3 separate regions of the Mus musculus genome follow, and all the other regions are linked to region 2. Evidence: chromatin contacts called from public promoter capture Hi-C data. All regions are on one chromosome and are shown on one strand. The core of a region is the stretch at or near the end of the contact, and the rest is flanking DNA. Distances in the headings are between cores, read along the strand shown. Region 1 holds the start of Wdcp (WD repeat and coiled coil containing). Region 2 holds the start of Pum2 (pumilio RNA-binding family member 2). Region 3 holds the start of Mycn (v-myc avian myelocytomatosis viral related oncogene, neuroblastoma derived).

Region 1 (2,700 bases), core at 25-2,524, 3.8 Mb before region 2:
TAAGACCACATTCATCATTCCTCAAAGTTTTACAGCAGGTATATGTATTGGAGGTCTCACCTTTCAAGGTAAAGGACTGCTCCCTGGGGATTCCAACTGAATTAAAGGAGGATCAGCTCTGTGCTGAAGATACAGCGACAGCCTGAATGGTGAATGCTATAGAAGGAATGAATGAATTCTTTTACCTCTACCCAAACCAAACCAGGATCTAAAAAGATACTTTTGTCCTTCCCCAATCCGAATTCCGCTTCCTTGGTCCTGGGACTTGAATCCAGGGAAGCCAGGGCCTGTTCACTCACGCTAAGCTAACAGAGGTTACGTCCATGGCCCCTAGGAAGATACATTGGGAGGAGAAAACATTTGCTTGAAGGCTGAAGGAGACTTTAAGAAATGCCCCCCACCCCCATCTTTTCTACACCCGTTGCACAGATCTGAATTTGTTTCTGACAAGAGCCAATGGGAGGTGAGTATGGGAGAAGGACCTATTTATTCAAAGGCCCAGAACTGGAACTTGACGCATTTTCCTCAGTTTCTCCATCTCCACTCTTCCAAGTGGCTAGCTCGCAGATACTAGCTTGCCAGGATACAAGGACTAAAGTTGGTGCTCAGAAAAGCTGGTTTACGGTACTGTGCACGTTAGGATCAGAAAAAAACCCGTGTGTGTGCCCTAGAGTCGTCAGGGCTTAAGGCAAACAAACAAACAAAAAAGCTTAAGACACCCCACCCTCCAACCCTGACCCTCACCCCCCTACTGGTTATGGCCTTGGGCAGGTACTTTGAGATCGGGGTAGAACAGATCTGCTACTTGGGCAGGCCTACGAGGCTGGCTTCAGGTAAACGGATGTATTTACATTTTGGGAGTGATATTTTATGGGATTTTTAAATGTGGAGTTCTTGACTCCCCTCTAAACTAAACACTAACTTTTTACACATGTTGACTGTAGAATTCCGATTCCCTCTTGCCAACCAATTTTTTTTTTCTCTGTATAGCCCTGGCTGTCCTGGAACTCACTCTGTAGACCAGGCTGGCCTAGAACTCAGAAATCTGCCTGCCTCTGCCTCCCAAGTGCTGGGATTAAAGGCGTGTGCCACCACGCCCGGCTCTTGCCAACCACTTCTAAGAGAACAGTTGAGACCTGCGTGGGAAAAGAGGTTGAAGCACTTGAGGTGTATTGTGAAGATTTTCGGGCGGTGATTTCGCGGGAACTACAACTCCCAGAAACACTTGCGGCAAAGCCCGCGCTTAATGGCCATCGGAAGGACCCGCCGCTAACGTGACGCACTCAATAGCCAATAGTCTAGAGGCATCTCCGAGGTCCAAAGGCCGAGGCTTCCGTTAGGTGCCCGGGACTTCTGATTCCCGGTCCTGTGACGTGAGCGGCCCCGGGATTTTACGTGTGGGACGGGGAGGCAGAAGACTAAGGTATTTCGTTGTGTGTGTGTGTGTGAAGTGGGTGGCACTTCAGGCCCAGGGATGTAGGCGTGGGGAGAAGTTGAGGGAGAGTTGGAAGAGGACCAGGCTGCAGTAGAAGCAAGCTCACGGTGTGGGTTTTAACAAGTGCCCTTGGGATACACGAGTGATACTTCTGGTAATAGAGCTTAAGGAATATAGCCTTGTTTGTAGTAAGTTAAAGTCGCCTACGAACTTTGAGATGTTTGAACAAACCGAACTAAGAACTTGGTTTAAATTACAAATGATAATAGCCGAGCTTTTGGTTAATTCCAGGAGGCTCTAACGGGATGATCAGTTAAGCTGTTGCCAGTATCTCTGTCTCACGTCTCTCATCCTTCTGGGAAGCTAGATGGGGAGTTTTGGTTTTGGTTTGGTTTTTATCTGGTTTGGTCTTTTTGAGACTGGGTGTCATTTTGCAATCAGTGCTAGCCTAGACCTAGCTGGACTCGAGGCAGTGTGTGTGTGTGTGTGTGTGTGTGTGTGCCTGCGCCCGCGCGCCCGCCTCAGCGTTTGCGCACGCACGTGCACTTGCTTTGGTGCATAGCTGGAAGTCATAGGACAACTTTTGTGAGTTGGTTCTCTCCTGCCACTTTGTGGGGTCCAGGGGTTGGACTCAGGTATAAATAAGGCTTGTGTACAAGCCCCTGATAACTGCTGGGCTATGTTGACTGGCTTTCAGGTTTTGTTTTGTTAAATGATAAGATCCTTACTTGCTTTGGCTTTACTAACCTTACATCAGTGACTCCCAAATCCTTCCCTGTGACTGCCTAAGGTACATCTACTGCTACCTTACAGGCACCTTCATGAAACACGTTTAATACCACTACATAAAACTCATCTAATACTAAATTTTGTCACAGCTTGCAGTATCTCAGTCGGTGGAGTGTTTGCCTAGCATACAGAGGGTTCTGGGTTCCATCCCCTGCACCGCATAAACTGGACCGGTATTATTCTCAATACTCAGGAAGTGCAGGCAGGAGAACAGGAAGCTCTAGGCCTGTCTGGGCTACGTGAGGGTCTGTATGAAAAATAAATACCTTACATACTACACACCTTTCTCATCTTCAAAGCATGCCTGCCTTCTGCATCTCTGACTAATGGTTCAACTCTTTCTCAAGCTAAAATTTTGCATGCTGTCCCTCAAGTATTTTTCAGTCTTCACATTCTGTGAGCGCAGTCTTTCTGTCTTAGAGAAGCGCCTCTGGCATCCAGCACCTCGTCTTCCTCTGGGAAAACAGCTGCACACT
Region 2 (2,700 bases), core at 163-2,662:
GTTATTTTGAGTAGATTATTATAAAAGCAAGCTCAAGCCCTCCCCTCCTGGTCTTTTGTCCTTTTGAGTTTTATCATGGGATTGATTACACAGCCCCAAGGATCTTTCCACTACTTTTAGCATTGGACTTCCTAGTCTTCAGACGCTTGGGAAGTAAATTTATTTTCTTTATTAATGACCTGATTTAGTATTCTGTCAAAGCGATACAACAGTAAGATTTTTATTTATTTATTTATTTATTTATTTTGGTTTTGGTTTTTTGAGACAGGGTTTCTCTGTATAGCCCTGGCTGTCCTGGAACTCACTTTGTAGACCAGGCTGGCCTTGAACTCAGAAATCCGACTGCCTCTGACTCCCAAGTGCTGGGATTAAAGGCGTGCGCCACCACGCCCGGCAAGATAAATTTTAAATCAGTCTGTCTTTATAATGATGAAAACCCAAAGAGCTGTGTTTAACAGGCACTAGGATACATCACATGAACAAAGCACATACAGTCCTTAGCCTGGTAGAGCTCACAGATGCCTAGGGAAGACACTGAGTTAATTAAAAGGCCCTGGATTGTCAAAACCAGGAGGTAAGCCATTAATTAGGAAGTTGTCCCATGAGGGCCTAAACTCTCCAAGAGAGGTGTGATAGAAAGTGGTCCCAACGACTGCGACCAAATCTTTGGAGCCATTGTTGTTCCCTGCAGATTTCAAGGAAGGGCAAGACAATTCTGTAACTGGTAATAAGAAAACATTCAGTCTGATACATAGCCAAGGTAGTTTCTTTTGTGCTTACCCAGTACCCCTGGCTCATCAATTGCAGGAAGTCAGTAACACTTGCCTACTGTAGACGATAACAAGGTGCATTTTTTTTTTATCCCTAAACCTCCAACATTTGAGTGGAAAAGGGGAGATAAACGTTGAGCGGTAGGGCTGTATTAAGGTCTACAACTCCTGTAGGTGCCAGCATACCGGAAGTAGGGGGAAAGAGACTTCAATTTTGGGGTGCATGGGCAGCAGTGCTTACACACAGGCAGTTTAGGGAGAACAATGAGATATCCGGGAGGAAGCGGTGGATGAATAAATTCAGTCTCACACAGAAAGTCGGGGGTTTGCAGCACCACACGAGGCGCGTGACCAGCCCCGGGAGCAGAGCGCCAGAGGTCCGGCGTGCAGGCCAGCCCTGATCCCAGAAGGTAAAGGCCGGGAAGTGCACGCCCGATGGCGGCCTCACCCGCGAGGAGAGCGCCGCGCCAGTGCGCACGCGCGGAGCCCCGGCCGGCCCCCTGCGCCCGGCGCGCGGGAGAAGTACGCACTTCACTGCGAGGCGTCGCGGCTGGGTGAGTGCTCCCCCCTTTCTCCCGCAGTGCTTTGCGCGCGGCCGGTGGGCGGGGGAGGGAGGGGAGGGGAGGCGGCGGCGGCAGCCATGTTGTTGTGAGTCTCTGTGCCTCACCCTCGGTACTTCGGTGGTTCGGAGGAGGAGGGGGAGGAGAAGAAGGAGGTGGGGTGGGGGGGAGGGAGGTAGGAGGAGGAGAAAGAAGACGTCGCCGCCACCGGAGGCGGAGGGGGAGGACGGACGGCCGAGAGCGTCGCCGCCGGTGCCCAACGGTCGGTGTCCCCCGGCTGAGGCAGCGCGGCCGCAGCAGCCCTGTAAGTCAGCCCGCGCTCGCTTCGTCGGGTCCGTGGGCGCCGCGGGGGCCGGCTCTGGGCTTTGTGTGGCGGCCTCCGCGGGAGCAGGCCTCGGGCGGGAACGGGTCGGGCCTGGGCGGGGATCGCGGCGGGCCGCGGCCTGGGCCCCGCTCGCACAATGCCGGGGGAGGGGAGCCGGAAGGGGGTGTGCGCCGGCGGGGGAGGGGGCGCACTCGCCGCTTTCCCGCTTCCTTCCCGCGCCCCGCGCCCTTTGCCGGCCTTAGTGACCAGATCCGTGTGGGTGCCAGGCGGCCTCCAGCCCCTCGGTGCCCACAGTCTGGAAGAAGCACGGTGAATCCAGAGAAACGTGCGAGGTGGAAGTGGGTGAAGCGGAAGGAGTGGGTTTATGAGAGCGAGGGTGGGTGGGCGGGGGTCGCTAGGTTGGGGTGCGGGGTGGTCCTCTGGCCTGCGAGTGTCCAGGAAAACCTTGGCAAACGGATGTGAATGTGAAAGAAAATCGGGACTGGGGTTCGACCTGTTCAGGTGCCTTAGAAAGGAACGTGGTGCTTTTTGTTAGGGGAACATCTCTTCGGTACCCGAAGAACGAGGAACTTGAAAGCCGAAGACCAAAACAGCGACTTCAGATATTCGAACCTTAGTTTTGCTTGTGAATACGGTCAAATTTGAGGGGAAATAAACTGTGCGGAGTTTATGGCCGAACACGTGTAAAGTTAGTGCTTCTTCCAAGAATACGGCTTTAGAAACCCTTCTTTTTCCTCGTAGCCTTTTATTCTGTAACAGCTGAACTTTTGGGGAAGGGAATGGAATTCAGACGTTTTATGTACAAAAGAAGACATGCTATGATAGTTTTTTTCAGATTTAAAGAAATCTGGAGGAAGGGGTTTTCTGTGATGATTTCAGGAGAAATGTTTTTAAATGCTTAGCAGGGTGCAGTGCCTGGAAACGATACAGTGTGTCACGAAAGCAGTTTTAAGGAGTTACCTTGGCGTGTTTGAAGCTTGTTCACCGCTTAGATTCGTGACTCCTAACCATGTGACCGGGTGAATGGAGGATGGTTTAGGGAATT
Region 3 (2,700 bases), core at 33-2,532, 4.3 Mb after region 2:
AGCCCCCAATCTCTTCTGCAAGCTCCCCACAGCTCTGGAAGGTGGGAGAAAGTTGAGCGTCTCCCCTACTCCCTCCTTTTGTGTACAAGCTGTCTAAGACTGGGAGTGGGAGGGGGCTTGCAGATGCAGGGGGTGGTGTGGCTCTCTGCAACTTTGGAAACTGCCGTTTCATTCACACAAGGCACTGCCTGGGGGAGGGGGGCTGTTCAAGCTGCAGATCTCAGCTCTTACTAGCGCGACTACCCCACTTGCACTAGTTGCTTAAAGGAAGTCCTTGCTCTCTAGCCCAGCTACCAGGCATGGGATTGAAGTACCTTTCATTCCCCTTTTGCAGAAATGCGATCACGGGAGCGCAAACGCTAACGGGGTTCAGGAAACTTTATTAATTATTAAGGGCCTTTCTCCAGTCAGACCAACAACAGGCAATTACATACAACCCTCTCCACCTAGACCTAGAGCCTCAATCTTGGCAGATACCCTTGGTACTCATCGCTGCCTATACCTATACCCTTTCCATTCCCCTTCCTTCAGAGACCTCAACCTCTTCAACAGGCGGGGGGAAAGGCTGAACCCCATCCCTAGGAATGGTGCAGGGTCGCCGGCGAGAATCGCGTCTCCTAAGCCGGAGCAGCCGTGACCTACATTATCACTCAGGCACCTAGCTTCGCCTAACCCCTTTTCCTTCTTTCCCCGCGGCACCTTTTGGAGAACCCCAGCTTGGGGTGGGGACGCACCGGTTCCCAGTCACCTCACACTCAGACAAATCTTGTGGAGCCGGGCGAATTTCTTTTCGCTAAAGCTATTTCTCTGCCTGGGCCAGGGCTGTAAAAGGGATTAGGGCGGGTCTCTTCCAGCCAGGGTGCCTTCGGGTGCTGAATAGGCTTTTCAGGAAAAAAAAAAAAACAAAAAACCCAGATGGTTTTGTTTCGGAAGCAGACGCGGTGTGTTGCCCCCTTACCCCCTCCCCCAGAAAAGCCCGGCATATTTGGGTGCAGGGTGCGGAGCCGCGTCCAGGGGCTTGCCTAGCCGCAGCGCTCCGCCGTTCCCCGGGCGCTCGAAGCTTCGCAAGTACCGCTTCTTACCTCCCGCAGACTGCCGGGGATCCGGAGGCGACTCGGGGCTGGGGTCTCCGGGTGGGCTGAGGGAGCGGCGGCGGGAGGGGGTTGTCCTCCGGCGGCTGCAGTGTGTGCGCGCTTACGCCTGGCTAGCGCTCGTTCGGCTCCAACCCAGTTCCCAGGAGCCCCCCGCATCCACCCAGCGCGTCCAGACAGATGACTGTCACTGGCTGCGCTTTGAAGCTCGGGGGATATTATTAACTGAAAAAATCTGACACACCCGGGGGGCGGGGAGAGAAGGGGGCTGTGGCGCAGACGAGGGGGAGGGAGAAAGGCAGAGGCAAGAGGCTTTTCCCCGCCCTCTTGATTTCCATAAAAATCAGGGGAGGCGCCAAAGCCTTTCGCGCCAAAAGCCATTTGCTTTTCTCTTTTTTTCCGACTCTCTCTCTCTCTCTCTCTCTCTCTCCCTTCCCTCCTCCCCTCTTCTCCTCTCCCCCTCCTCCCCTCCTCTCCTCTCCCCCTCCGTCCCTCCCTCTCTCCCCCTCCCCCCTCTCGTTTTTCAGACTGCAAGCAGCAAAGCTGGGAAACCCGAGGAGTGCTTCCCCCTCCCTTTTGGACCCCCTGGCTTGCACCCGCTGCACTCCGTGTTTTTTTTTTTTTAAAGGTCGCTGGGTGTGTTCTGGGAATGGGAAAAGAGGTTTCTAGCCCAGTCCCTGCGTGGACTGCGCGCGAGTGTATGTTTGTGTGAAAGATGAGCTCCAGGCTAAAGTGGAACAAGGCCTGGTCGAGGGGCTGTTCGTGTGTGATCTCGAAGGAAGGCGACACAGGAGTGCAAAATGGGAGGCCGAGGACGCGCCCACGTAGAAACAGACCGCAGGAGGTTTCTAGTTTCAAATTGAAAGGAAGGGGCGCCCCCCTTGTTTGAAAATAAATAAGTGCGGGCTACGAGGGTGGCGCCTTACCGCTTTCTTCGGCCGAAGGCGACACCTCGCGGAGACCAAGCAGAAAGCGGAGCCGCACCGCCCAGCCTCGGAGCCCGAGTGGGGCCACCCCCGCGAGACAATTAGCGAATCCTTGCTACCGCGGAAGGGATTGTGAAACGCGTGGAGGGACGTCCCCTGAAGTCGCGCCCACCGTTCCCAACAAAAGCCTTTCCGAAGCCAGGGTTGAATTACGGACCGCTGCTTTCCTTGCCCAAATCACTGACTGCTCTGTATACCTCGAGTTCCTACGGATGGTGACATCAAGGAAAGCCATCATTAATTTGGCCTCTTTGTGTCCCATTTGCCTCACTTACGAGCTGGCGTGAACAGAGAGAGCGCGACATCTTATTTAGACTAGAGCAGGGTGCGTGTATTCTTTCCTCACAGCCGTGGGCACATTTCCCTCCCTCCCCATCCCACAGCGTCTCACTTCTGTCTAGGCAAGCATGCTAAAAGGTTTGTTTCCTAAATGTGGGGCTAAAAATAAATGCTCTTGCCCCACAAAACTTTCCAGGAGTAACCTGGGTCCCTGGGTGAAGCCCTTTTTCAACACACATTCTCAGTAGGGTGGGATTTATCCTTAAACCCTTAAGCTTGTTTGTGGGGAAGCGTCTCCATTTCCCTCTAAATTGAAAATGACACCCCTCATTCACCTCCAGCGA

What was found. Promoter capture Hi-C pulls out the DNA fragments that hold promoters and counts their contacts.
Region 1: a promoter capture Hi-C map of pre-B cells shows a contact between it and region 2. The contact joins the promoter of Wdcp here to the promoter of Pum2 in region 2.
Region 3: a contact with region 2 is called in a promoter capture Hi-C map of pre-B cells. The contact joins the promoter of Mycn here to the promoter of Pum2 in region 2.

Annotation. Positions count from the first base shown.
Region 1 is chr12:4,842,029-4,844,728 of GRCm38.p6, forward strand. Wdcp (WD repeat and coiled coil containing) reads left to right here and starts at 1,275. Exons shown (of 4, transcript NM_001170858.1): 1 at 1,275-1,423.
Region 2 is chr12:8,672,847-8,675,546 of GRCm38.p6, forward strand. It overlaps Pum2 (pumilio RNA-binding family member 2), which reads left to right and starts at 1,413. Exons shown (of 21, transcript NM_001160220.1): 1 at 1,413-1,634.
Region 3 is chr12:12,940,554-12,943,253 of GRCm38.p6, forward strand. It overlaps Mycn (v-myc avian myelocytomatosis viral related oncogene, neuroblastoma derived), which reads right to left and starts at 1,283. Exons shown (of 3, transcript NM_008709.3): 1 at 1,083-1,283. RefSeq lists an enhancer at 2,054-2,082.